Linked DNA regions of Rattus norvegicus: region 1 is linked to region 2. The links are chromatin contacts, called in public Hi-C maps. All regions are on one chromosome and are shown on one strand. The core of a region is the stretch at or near the end of the contact, and the rest is flanking DNA. Distances in the headings are between cores, read along the strand shown. Region 1 holds the start of Rnase4 (ribonuclease A family member 4). Region 2 holds the start of Pip4p1 (phosphatidylinositol-4,5-bisphosphate 4-phosphatase 1).

What was found. A called contact is a pair of places that touch in the nucleus more often than the background predicts.
Region 1: a Hi-C map of frontal cortex shows a contact between it and region 2, with 2.1 times the contacts expected there. The contact joins the promoter of Rnase4 here to the promoter of Pip4p1 in region 2. A contact is called at or near these places in 4 of 12 Hi-C or Micro-C datasets (frontal cortex, hepatocytes, liver and 1 more).

The regions. Positions count from the first base shown.
Region 1 is chr15:26,782,343-26,788,062 of GRCr8, forward strand. It overlaps Rnase4 (ribonuclease A family member 4), which reads left to right and starts at 3,945. Exons shown (of 2, transcript NM_020082.2): 1 at 3,945-3,992. Trnap-ugg6 (transfer RNA proline (anticodon UGG) 6) reads left to right here and starts at 3,461; the gene lies at 3,461-3,532. Trnat-ugu4 (transfer RNA threonine (anticodon UGU) 4) reads left to right here and starts at 1,493; the gene lies at 1,493-1,565. It overlaps Trnay-gua4 (transfer RNA tyrosine (anticodon GUA) 4), which reads left to right and starts at 2,372; the gene lies at 2,372-2,460. It also overlaps a transcript of Ang not described here.
Region 2 is chr15:26,620,032-26,625,754 of GRCr8, forward strand. Pip4p1 (phosphatidylinositol-4,5-bisphosphate 4-phosphatase 1) reads right to left here and starts at 4,215. Exons shown (of 7, transcript NM_001014233.2): 1 at 3,951-4,215; 2 at 3,535-3,725; 3 at 2,954-3,060; 4 at 2,600-2,705; 5 at 2,387-2,439; 6 at 2,202-2,292; 7 at 368-1,188. The coding sequence starts at 4,113. The coding sequence ends at 1,045. It overlaps Apex1 (apurinic/apyrimidinic endodeoxyribonuclease 1), which reads left to right. Exons shown (of 5, transcript NM_024148.1): 5 at 1-295. The coding sequence ends at 143.

The sequences.
Region 1 (5,720 bases), core at 2,695-5,194, 160 kb after region 2:
TCCACACATAAAATAAGCAATTTAAAAAAACGATAGTAACCCATTAAGACGTTAGTTTTTACTTACTGACTGATGGAGACTGTGCCTTGCTGTGTATCCTTGGCTGCCCCTGATCTCAAGATCCTTGCTAGAGCTAAGACCCTACTGCCAGATTTACAAATAGATGCTAAGCTCCCAGTTTAACTTTTCTTATTTTGTTTTATTTGTCTTTGCAATGCTGGAAATGGAACCGAAGACTTCGCAGTTCCAGAAAGAGCTCTACCATTCAGCTGTACTCCCAGACCTACTTACTATGATCTCACATGACCTTAGTTCATAGACTCTAAACACAGACGTTTTCTGTCTGCTATTCAATTCCTGAAGATGTCTTAGTTAGGGTTTTACTGCTGAGAACAGACACCATGACCAAGGCAACTTTTATAAGAACAACATTTAAAATTGGAGCTGGCTACAGGTTCAGAGGTTCAGTCCATTATCATCATCTGGCCTCCCGATTGTACACATCTCAGTCTTCTCTATCCTGAGACTTAGCCTGCCGTTTCTCAGGGCCCTCCAAATCGTTTACTTACAAGTTACACTGGGTTCATTTGCTTTTCATTTCGGTTTCATAAAATTGAAAAAAATCTCTCCCCACAAACTTATGAACCATGACTTCAGATCAAAGATTCCAACTCCAGCTTGGAGAGTTGGCTTGGTATTTAAGGGCACTTATTTTTCTTATCAGAGAGCGTCTTCCCAACAACTTACAATAACTAAGAAATTCTGGCTCCCTCTTTTGCCTGCCACGGACACCAGGCACTCTCGTGGTACACAAAATATAAGTAAAACAAACAAACAAACAAATCCCCCAAAATAAACAAACAGAAAACCAAAACAAAACAAAAAAACTCGAGGAAATAATAGTCAGCGAAATACATTGATTTAAAAAAAACAAAAAAACAAAAAAACAAAACTGAATCCCTGTCTAGTTTCTAGTGTGGGACCTAACACAGAAATGCAATTCGGAGAATTCGGAGTGAAGGGATGCATTAAATGGAGATTTGGGAATTGCTTGTTCTGACTCTGAGAGGAAGGTAAGAGGCGTGTGGCAGGAGCCTGGAGTCGAGGACAAAAACCAAGTGTGAGAGCGTCAGTTTTCGTCCAGCCTGTGGCAGGCTTTTTCCCCTGCGCTGGATTTCTGTTCCGGATTTCACTGTCCGAAGGACGTGCGGGGGAGGGGAGGACTCCGTGGTGGTGGTGGTGGTGGTGGTGGTGGTGGTGGTGGTGGTGGTGGTGGTGGTGGTGGTGGTGGTGGTGGTGAGGGGGCGGTCATATTTCTCCTTACCAGAATCCACCACTATGCCATTCCCAGCAAGCCCAGACTGAATTCCAACACTGAAATGGAATGGACTAAAATACAGTCTGATTTTGCTTTCTTTCTGTCCCACAGGCAGGAGTCCAAAGAACCAGCACTGTATCCTTTTCTAAGAAAAAGAGAAAGGACGGTTCGTGTGGCCCTATAGCTCAGGGGTTAGAGCACTGGTCTTGTAAACCAGGGGTCGCGAGTTCAAATCTCGCTGGGGCCTAAGTCAACGTAGACTTTTGAGCTCCGGATTTCCTAGCCCAAAGCTCTCTGTCGCCAAGTTATTCAAGCAAGACGCGATAAAATTTTACTCTCGCTGCGGAGCTCGAGTGCAGGTCCGCACTCTGCGCTCTAACAAAGTCTCCGACAGCCTGCTGAGCGCACCGCGCTAAGATTGGACGCAGGAGAAGGTTGACCTCCCTGCAAGAGCTAGGCCGGAGGGAAAGGGGGAGGACTGGCAACCGCGTGCTGTACCGGGAGGCTAAGTCCGCACACAGGCCTCCATACTTCACTGTCTCGCGCAGGAAATAGAGTACCGCAGTTGACGTGAGACCTTGGTCACTAAACCAGGGAATGAACTCAAAGAGGCCGTGGTTATGACTTTCTGTAAGAGGAATGGCCTTTCTCTCAGAAGAGCTTCTTTATCGTTAGGTGCTGAGGCTAAACCTGGGATCTCAGGCTAACCACGCTACCGCCAAGCCACGCCTCCAGTCCCTGGGTTTCCTAGCTGTGGCGGCATCAATCCATGCCATCCCGCAGAGTGGGTTTGTAGAGTGTCGCGCGGACTGGGTGCAGAGCGCTCGTTCTCGGATCTCGGCTGCTCGCTTCACCGCCTGCACGCACGCACTCGGAGGCGGGCGTCCTCAGAGCTCTGACTTCGTCCGGAGGGCCGGACCGCGACCCCGGCAGGGCGTCTGTAGCTTCTCGCTCAAGGCACCCACCAGTCACGCACTGCCATCCGCCGGGCCTAGGCCGCGGTGGTTACCTACCTACTGAATACCACTTTCTGAAGGAGGATCCCCGTGCTTCCCTTCGATAGCTCAGCTGGTAGAGCGGAGGACTGTAGCAGGTTCATTACAGCCATCCTTAGGTCGCTGGTTCGATTCCGGCTCGAAGGAGTAGCCTGTATTTTGGGCTATTTCCTGAGATAAACTCCGGTCCTTTGTTCAACGTGCCACTATTGATCGTCCTAACTTATCAACAATCTCTCCTCTCTGGAAATGGTCAAAACGCGCAATCACTATCTACCTGTAATCAAACAGTTACGAAAAAGAAAATGAATCTTGGAGTTTGGTTTCTCTGGCTCTCTCGTTGTTTACTTTTAGTTTTCGAGTCTACTGTGCTGCCCATTGTCCGAAGTCCAGACATCAAAGACCGCAAGGTACAGAACCTTGTGGACATGTTTGTGTACCCGTTTTTAGCGCTCTGATGACCCGCAGGACCCTGATTTGCCGAACAAAACCTCTAACTGACCCCGGCGATTGCCCCACTAACTGGCAAAGAGACACTTTACTCGTTTAGGTATTTCATGCAGCATTTGACCTGTGTTGGAGACGAGGCTGGAAGAGTGTAGAGTCCAGGTCGGATGGAATACTTTGTAAACAAAGGGAGTGAGGTTGAAAACGCAGTTCTGATTCAGGAAAACCGCGAAGGTCTACAGAATCACAAGACAAGAGCAAACTTATCGGCCGCCAGTCTAACTGGCTACCCGCAGCCTCCTCCTGCCCTCAGTATTTTGTTGTCCCGCCTGCCTGTAAGATTTTTGTGCCCGCAAGTACCCTGCAGCTGGGCTCCACCCGGAGATCGCAGCGCTAAGCCGGCTCGCTCCGGGCTCCTTCTGGAATAAGTGATCAGGCAGGCCTGTGACTTGAAATCTGAAAAGCTGCCTCTTCTGATCCCATTCTGAGCCTTGAGTTGTCCCGGACGTGGATAGAGAATAAAAAGGGATAGGTCCGGAATTAATGGGTGGGACTTGACAAAGTTAGGGTGGAAATTAAATAATACGAAAGAAGTTTCCTCTGTGAGAGACGAAAAGAGAAAAGAAACCGCTGAAGCCTCTAGACAGCCTATGTCAAAACATGCTAGACTGACGAGCACGAAAGAGCAGAACTGTGCTATGGCTCGTTGGTCTAGGGGTATGATTCTCGCTTTGGGTGCGAGAGGTCCCGGGTTCAAATCCCGGACGAGCCCTGCACTTTTTGCCTCGTCCTTGGATAACTCCTGGACAAAAGTTCACGACAAACTTTCTCGTGCCAGTAGCACCAAATTCCCAGGTTCCAGCGTCCCCTTGGCAGGCTTGGTGTTTCTGCCGCGGATGCTTCTCTTGGAGGTCCTCGAGACATCTACCAGTCCAATTTCTGTGCAAAAACCCACATTGTCTGCTTGGTGGTTGGGGTTAAACTGTCTTGCCGGCCAGCCCAACGGGGAGGAGCGTCCTTGGAAGAAATGGGGTGCGGTCCCAGCCACTGAGGCTGGACCGCCCACCCTCCACTCCTCTGCACCCCGCCCCAATCTGTTTGCGTGGCCAGGCAACGGCGACCTCACCCAAATCGGCGACGAGATTGCAAAGGAAACCTCATTTCTTCTATTCGCCATCCCATCAGGAAAAAGGAGTGAGAAACAAAGCCGTCATCTCCAGTTCCGCGTCCAGGTGGGTTTCTACGCCTGTCCCTCCAGGGTTTAGCTATGGAAGTCCTACTAAGGACAGTTGTGGGGCTCCTGGGAGAGGACTTCTCAACTTCTCCGGTCTAATTACAGAGCTGAGGTGTGGTGGGGATCAATTCGGTTCTCACAGGTTTCCACAGTTCACTTTCCGCATCTTGCCAGAGTCCAGCGTGGATGGTCATTGTGTAGAACCCAGGCTCTAGGGGATCGCAGAATCTGCGAAGGGAGGAATTCCAAGCAGCCCTCGTTCGCTCAGACAGGGAAAATTTTGAGGGTTCCTAGGTCGACATCAGATTTGTGATGCAAGTCTGTCAAGGTTGTGCAAGCAGAAGTGGTGTTTTCGTTTTCCATTGCCTGTCTCCCTCCCTTAACTTATCTTTAACTGTGTTGTGAAACTTTTGGAGACGCGTCAGCAGCATCCTCTATGCCTTCTTCCTGGGTAGTTGGGATTGAAACAGCACATGCCAGTGCAGTGATGGAGCGCCTCTGTTTCAGAAGGAGGATAGAAACCTTGTGCTTATATTGGGACATCTCCAGTGGGCCAGGTTCTTCCGTCTGTGATAGTAGAAATCTTATAGCCAGTTCATACATGCAATCGTTAGAAACCTCAGTTAGCACACCGGTCTGAAAAGCCTCTGGCAAACTCCGAAAAGCAGCCTCAGCTATTCAAAGAGCAAGCACCACCCAGCTCTGAGTTAGTCAGGGCTGCCAGTCGCAGCGGCTTAAACCCAAGAAACAATATGATGATAAAAGGGAGAAATCAGATGTCTGGGAGATTTATGGAAATAATCGGTGTTAAGTAATTAGTCAGTACTACTTTAAACATGAGTTTTGACTTTTCTAGAAATCATTCCGATGGGATAAAAAAGTTGGGTTGTACACTGGAAATCTTCCGGTCACAGAAACGCCAAATGCTCATCGGTCAAGTAACGTCCCTTTCTTTGTTCTTCAACTCCCTCTTCCTTAAAACGAAGGTGGAGAGATCGTCTCATTTTGATCACATGGGGTGGTGGGACCTTAGTAATGTGGTTTAGATAATGTGGAATCGAAGCTTAGGTTAACAGGGGGTGATTAGAAAAAGTGAACCAGCCACAGTCCCAGACCTCGGAGAGCCATCAGTTCAACCATGGCTCAGCTTGTAGGGGTACATGAGCTTCCCTCTCACCCTCGCTCTTTCTGCACCCCACAAAAGGCTGTGGAGTTGTCCCCTGGAGACATTGTTAGTGTGACTCCATGCATGGATTAAACAGTGTGTCAATGTGCTCGCTTCAGCAGCACAGATACTGAAAAAGCGTATGGATGCAGTCTGGTAAAACATCTCTTGAGGTTCTCCATATGTTCATTTGGGTAAAGAATTCTCTGTAAACAGTTATTTTCAGAGTGGCTGCAAACCACAAGTAAGCCAGAGCGCAGTATGCCCTGAAGTAACTGTTTACTTTGTATCTTGTTTGGAAACATACACACATCATCAGGACTTTGTTTCCATGGTCCCTGAACCAGTGGCGAACCCACTCCTCAGGGGGCCTCCTGTGAGCTTTCCTTTTTTTAGTTGTTACTTCCGTTACCCATTGAGTATTATGTCAGTGCTGTAAAGGAATGTTGACAGCGTCCCCATACCTTCCACTCTATAATGCGTCCTAAGGACCGAATTAAACATACACACTCTGTATAAAGGGGGGAAGTATGCCAACACTAGAATTATTAGAAGAAGAAT
Region 2 (5,723 bases), core at 2,965-5,464:
ATGCCCGCTCTAAGAATGTTGGTTGGCGCCTTGATTACTTTTTGCTGTCTCACTCTCTTTTACCTGCTTTGTGCGACAGCAAGATCCGGTCCAAGGCTCTTGGCAGTGACCACTGTCCCATCACCCTTTACCTAGCACTGTGACACTCCCCTCAAGTAGCTTCATGCTGGGAAATAGCCTCCTCTCCTCCAGGAGACCAGTGCGTTATCTCTTCTTCAGGTGTTTACTCCCCTCTAAACCAAACTTCTGGTTTCCTTTAAACAATCCAAGTGAAATAAAAGTCCTACTTTTCAACTTCATGGTCTCTGTCCCTTTTTGAGTCTAAATATTCCCCCTTTCAAACACAAAACTTGTTAAATGGGAAAGGTTACAGTCATGACATTATTTATTTACAAGCACAGATGAATCCCTGACCTCTCCCAAGACAGTGACCCTACCTCAGCCCAGTTCAATACTTCAACTGGAAGTAAAGCCGGAAGGAGGAATTCAGGGATGCACAGGGTTAGGGGAACATATCCCATATTAAATAGTTATATATATACACAACAGTTCCTGTAGTTCTGTACAGAGCAGTGGCTGACCCCACCCCACGGGACCCGAAATGTGGGGAGAAGAGACTGAGGGTGTTGAGGCCGGAGCCAGCCCCTGGTGAAGTGCAATAGCAGCAGCAAGGTCCTAACGGTACACAAGAGGGAGGGGAACACCCCCTCCCACTTTCCACCCCCACCCTGCCCTGGAATGTACTGAGGGACAGGAATGGTTCTCAAAGAGCACATACAGGAAGGACATGGCTAGAACCATCTTTAGGATCCAGGCTTAGGGGCAATGTTGTCTATTTACCCTAAACAGCAGTCCTTGGAAGAAAGCAGCCAGTCAGCAATGGTCTTCCCTACCCCTCCAAACCTAAGTCAGGGGCTGGTTCCTTCCTACCTCTCCCCAGGGAAAAGGGAGCCAGCTGTTTGGCTTCCTTTAGAAGTCCAGAGAGCCTTTTGTAGTGTTACTGTGGTACCAGGCAGCCGCCAGGCACACACTGCATCAAGGGGCTCAGGAGAAGTTCTGGACAGGATGGCTGACCTTCATACAGCCCCAGTAAAGGGCCCGGCCCAAACATAGAACGGCCAACAAAATGACAAACGCCCAGGCTGCATAGATACCTCCATATTGCTGTGCAGGCTTCCATGTGCCAAACTGACAGGAGGAAGAAAAAAAAGATAAGGTTACTTTTGGTATCCACTGTTTCAAAGTCTTAGAAACAGTAATGCAATGCAAACTTCTGTCTCTGCAGCCCAATCACTTGTAACACCCTCAGGGACCAAGATCAGGTGTTTTAGCTTTCTTCCCTTAAGCAGGAAAGTACTCTGCCATCCCAGGCATCAGCCAGCATTTCTTACACCTACCAAGTGAACCAGGATTGCCGATAACTCATTTCTCTCTCCAGAGTGGGAACACTGTTTTACTTAGTTTATTAGTGACCTCTGACTTGAGTTCACCTCTACCTAAATACAAACCCCCGACCCCATCACCAGACTCATTCATTCACTTCAGTTTTTTGTTTTTTTGTTTTTTTAAGGCTAGTGTCTCATGTCAGCACCCTGAGCAGCCTCAAATCCTATAGTTAATGGTCTTGAAATCCTATCCTCCTGCCTCCACCTCCTAGTACTGGGACCATAGCTTTCAGGGCTATGCCCAGTTCTGCTCAGTTTATGTGGTGCTGGAGATCATACCCAGGGCTTCATGTAGGCTATGCAAATACTTTTACTAGCTAAACCACATCTGGAGCTGACAACAATCTATTCCCCCCCCCCCTTTTTTTAAAGGTTTATTTATTTTATGTATGTGAGTACACCCTCACTCTCTTCAGACACCAGAAGAGGGCATCAGATCTCATTACAGATGGTTGTGAGCCACCATGTGGTTGCTGGGAATTGAATTCAGGACCTCTGGAAGAGCAGTCAGTGCTCTTAACCGCTGAGCCATCTCTCCAGGCCCCCCCCCCCCTTTTTTTTATAGACGGGGTTTTGCTATGTAGTCTGGGATATGAGACCTGCCTCTATTCTTTGATTATAGGGACATAACCCAACGCCAAACTCTTTCGCCATTCTTTTTTTTTTTTTTTCTCTTTCGCCATTCTTTAAGGTACCACCTTTTCAAATCTTAGCCTGTGAGGAAGCTGATAAGAGGTTTGCACCGAGGCTACTCACAGCAAGGCCAGTGGCAGTGACTGCCAAGAGTAAACCAAGTAAGAAGCAGCAAATGCATCTCTTCCTAGGATATCTGCGCCCAATAGATGACCTGTGGGGAGCCAACAGAAATTGATATTTGGAAGAGCCCTGTTGATTTTATACCACACATCACCCAGTTACCAGTACAACCCCTAACCACTTACACTTTTCTGCAGTGAGGGCATCGTGCCAAGGTTCGGTCTGTGAATTCTGTCCACTATGGAAAAAGAAAAACAACCATAGAAGGAAGGTTCTCTTCAATGAGAACCCCAAAACAAGGGGGAGGATGGACAATGCAAAATAGGACAGTCTTTTTCAGAATTTATTACTATTCCTAGTACTTGCCTCCTCCAGGGTTTCCCAATATCCCTCCTCACCAGAAACGTATTCTTGCAATGTCCACAGATGACCCTGACACCCATTGGCTGTGGTTCTGGACTCAGAGGTCCTGGATGTACAGGCCCTAGGTTGATGATTCTTTTGCTATACAGGGGGAAAAGTATGTTTTAAAAATTCTTAATTCTAATTGGATCTGATGACACACTGAATCCCAGCACTTAGGAGGTGTAGGCAGGATGACTGGGAATTCAAGGTGCTACTACACAGGTCGTCCTGCCTCCGCCTCAGGTGCTGGGACTGAATACAGGCATGCACCACCTTGCCCAGCTCCAGTTTTTGTTTTGGCTTTACGACTTTCCCTAAGTATGGCCTTCTCATCTTAGGTCTCTTACCAGTAGGGCCGAGGGCAGGCAATCCGCTGAGAAGTCACTTTGCAGATAAGGAGACAGTTACAGGGACATCGGACATACTTCTTTCCTGGAGGTGCATTCTTGATCGGCTAGAGAACAACGAATAAAGAACAATGGGTATATCAGCAGAAAGCCCACGGTCCCAATCCTCTGCAAGAACATTACTGAGAAAGAAAGAATCAGACATTTGAGATATACAAATGTTGCCAGCAGAGCATGTCTGTGAGGCTGAGGAAGATTGCAGAGTCTGAGGAGAACCCGGGTCACTGTGAGACTGTCTCAAAAACGCAGAGAGCCAACAAAAAGCAAAAGCCAACTACAACTGCCAGTGAGAACTACACTTCAGGATCCAGGAAAAATCAAACAGCGAAAGTTGGTGAACATTAGTTTTGGTGAATGGCTTCTTAAAAAAAAAAAAAAAAAAAACAAAAAAAAAAAAACAAAACGGCTGCTGCAAGATCCAGGAACTGAAAGTAGGTTTCATGAATAGTTCTTAAACAGGATCTAGAACCAGAAAGAGGATCCAGGAAACAAGGCCCATTTTGCAGATAGTTATAACTCACGGTGGCTTCGTTGCAGACACCACATTTGACTACATGCTGATGCATCTTGCCTTCCACGTTGATCGGAGACTGACAGACTCGACAGGTAATCATGGGGGCACTCCCACTATCCGGGCTAGTCAGGGGTGAGTAGGGGGGTGGGTCCTCTCCAGGCAACACAGCTGGATGCCCCTCAGGGAACGGGGGAAATGCTGAAGAGGAAGCAGATAAACCCAAATCATCACTCGGACACTAACCACGGATGCTCCACGGAGGTGGCGAACCCTCTGAGGAAGCTCTCGCGGCAGGCTTAGACAGTGATTGCGGACCAAGGATACCTCGCTCCGTGACAGGTGCCACACCTGCCGCGGAAGCAGGCTCCGCCCCCTGACCCGATCCGCCCCTAGGCCTAGGTGCATTTCAGACCTCCGGCTTACCCTGGGGCGGGGCATGTTTACCGGCTCCGTACGGAGGTGCGGAGGGCGTCAGGCCTCCACCGGGCCCAGTCGCGCTCCCGCCCGGACCCGCTAAGCCGTTGCCACCAGCGCCGCCATCGCCGGCCTCGGAGAGCAGCGGGGAGCGCTCTCCGTCTGCCGCCATGGCGACTCCCGCTTGGTCAGCGACCAGCTCCCGCCGCCGCTGTGACCGCCGCCGCCGCCGCCGTCGCTACCGGGTCCCTAAGACGCCTGCGCGCCGCGTTCGCCTGCAGCCAGTGCCGCCCCGCTCACGTGACAGACTGACCCCGCCCCTCTGCACTGTCATTTGTGGACCTGAAACAGTTCCCGGTTTGTTAAGGGAGCGTTCTTTCTCCATTGGAGAGAGGCGGGTCACGTCACCGTCACATGACCTTCCCGTAGCTGCTGAGTCCGTAAACACTGCACGTGACTAGAAGTTGTGCGAGCCATTGGAAGTGCGGCCATCGCGCTACCTCCGGCCCAGGTGGGCGGCTGCCCTGCACGTGTCACGTGCCCAGCCTGTCGCGTGAGTCGCTCCTCATTGGTCCCAAGTCTCCCGTGGGGTGCAACTCTATTGGCCCAAATTTAGCGCCAGAACGTGAGGGCGGCTGCAGCACCTTCTGACTGGCAAGGCTGATATCCTGACCTGCAGTGAGCTGCGGGAGCCGCCCTAAGACCTGGAGGAGGATTGGAAAGCCAAGGGGAGCTTGAGGGCTTAGCACGCTTGTCTGGCATGGCACAAAGCCCCCGAATTCAGCCCGCAGCTTCGCCGAATAGTGGTGATGTGGCTGCGTATGCCTGCAAACGCAACACTTGGGAAGATGAGTTAGGAGAGATACACCGAACAACACAGGGAGAAACAGAATCAAAGAGGGCGGGGCGCTGGAAAGATGCATTAGTGGTTGAGAGAACTTTCTGCCCTTTTAAAGAAGCCTAGTTTGAGTCCTAAGGCGGTTGCTACCTGTAACTAACTCCAGGGGATCATGCACACGGCAGCCACACACACGTGGCTTATGTGTGTGCGCGCACATACACATATAAAAATAACGCCTCCCAAAGTTAAAAAAACAGAAGGTCACAGTGTAGGGCTGTAATCCCCAGAATATGGAAGATGGAGACAGGAGGGCCTGATATCCGAGTTTGCTAGGAGTTTCAGACCAGCCTGAGCGACAGGGAGACTGTCTAAGAACCTAATGCACATACTGCTTAACGCAACATCAGTACTCGAGCCTGAGGCTGACTGATGCAAGAGGATCATGCGTTTGAGACCAATTTGGCTCACAGACAGAAATGAGTGAGCGATCCTGAAGGATGATGATGCTATCTGGTGAGCTTAGCGGTGACCGTGCTGGAAGCCCTAGGTTCCCTTCCAGCACCTAAAAAAGGTAGTAGTAATAGCAGTAGTAGTAGTAGTAGTAGTAGTAGTAGTAGTAGTAGTAGTAGTAGTAACAATAATAACCGTTTGTTTTGTTTTGTTTTGTTTTTTTCTGAAAATGTGCTGTACAACCACTGCAACATCCACAGTCCTTCAGTTTTGATACAAGGTCCTGGTTTGGTACTTGGCGATTATGCCAAAGCCTCTTGGGTAATTGAGATTACAGGCATCTGCCGCTATGCGTGGCTGTGAATTAGTTCTACAAATGTCTGTACCAGGGTTCAAGTTGGAACCAACCCGAAAGCCCCGTCCCCGAGGACTAGCTCTCAAAGCATGTGAAAGTGCTGTCTATGGAAGCTGCCAAGGGAGAAAAGCAATGA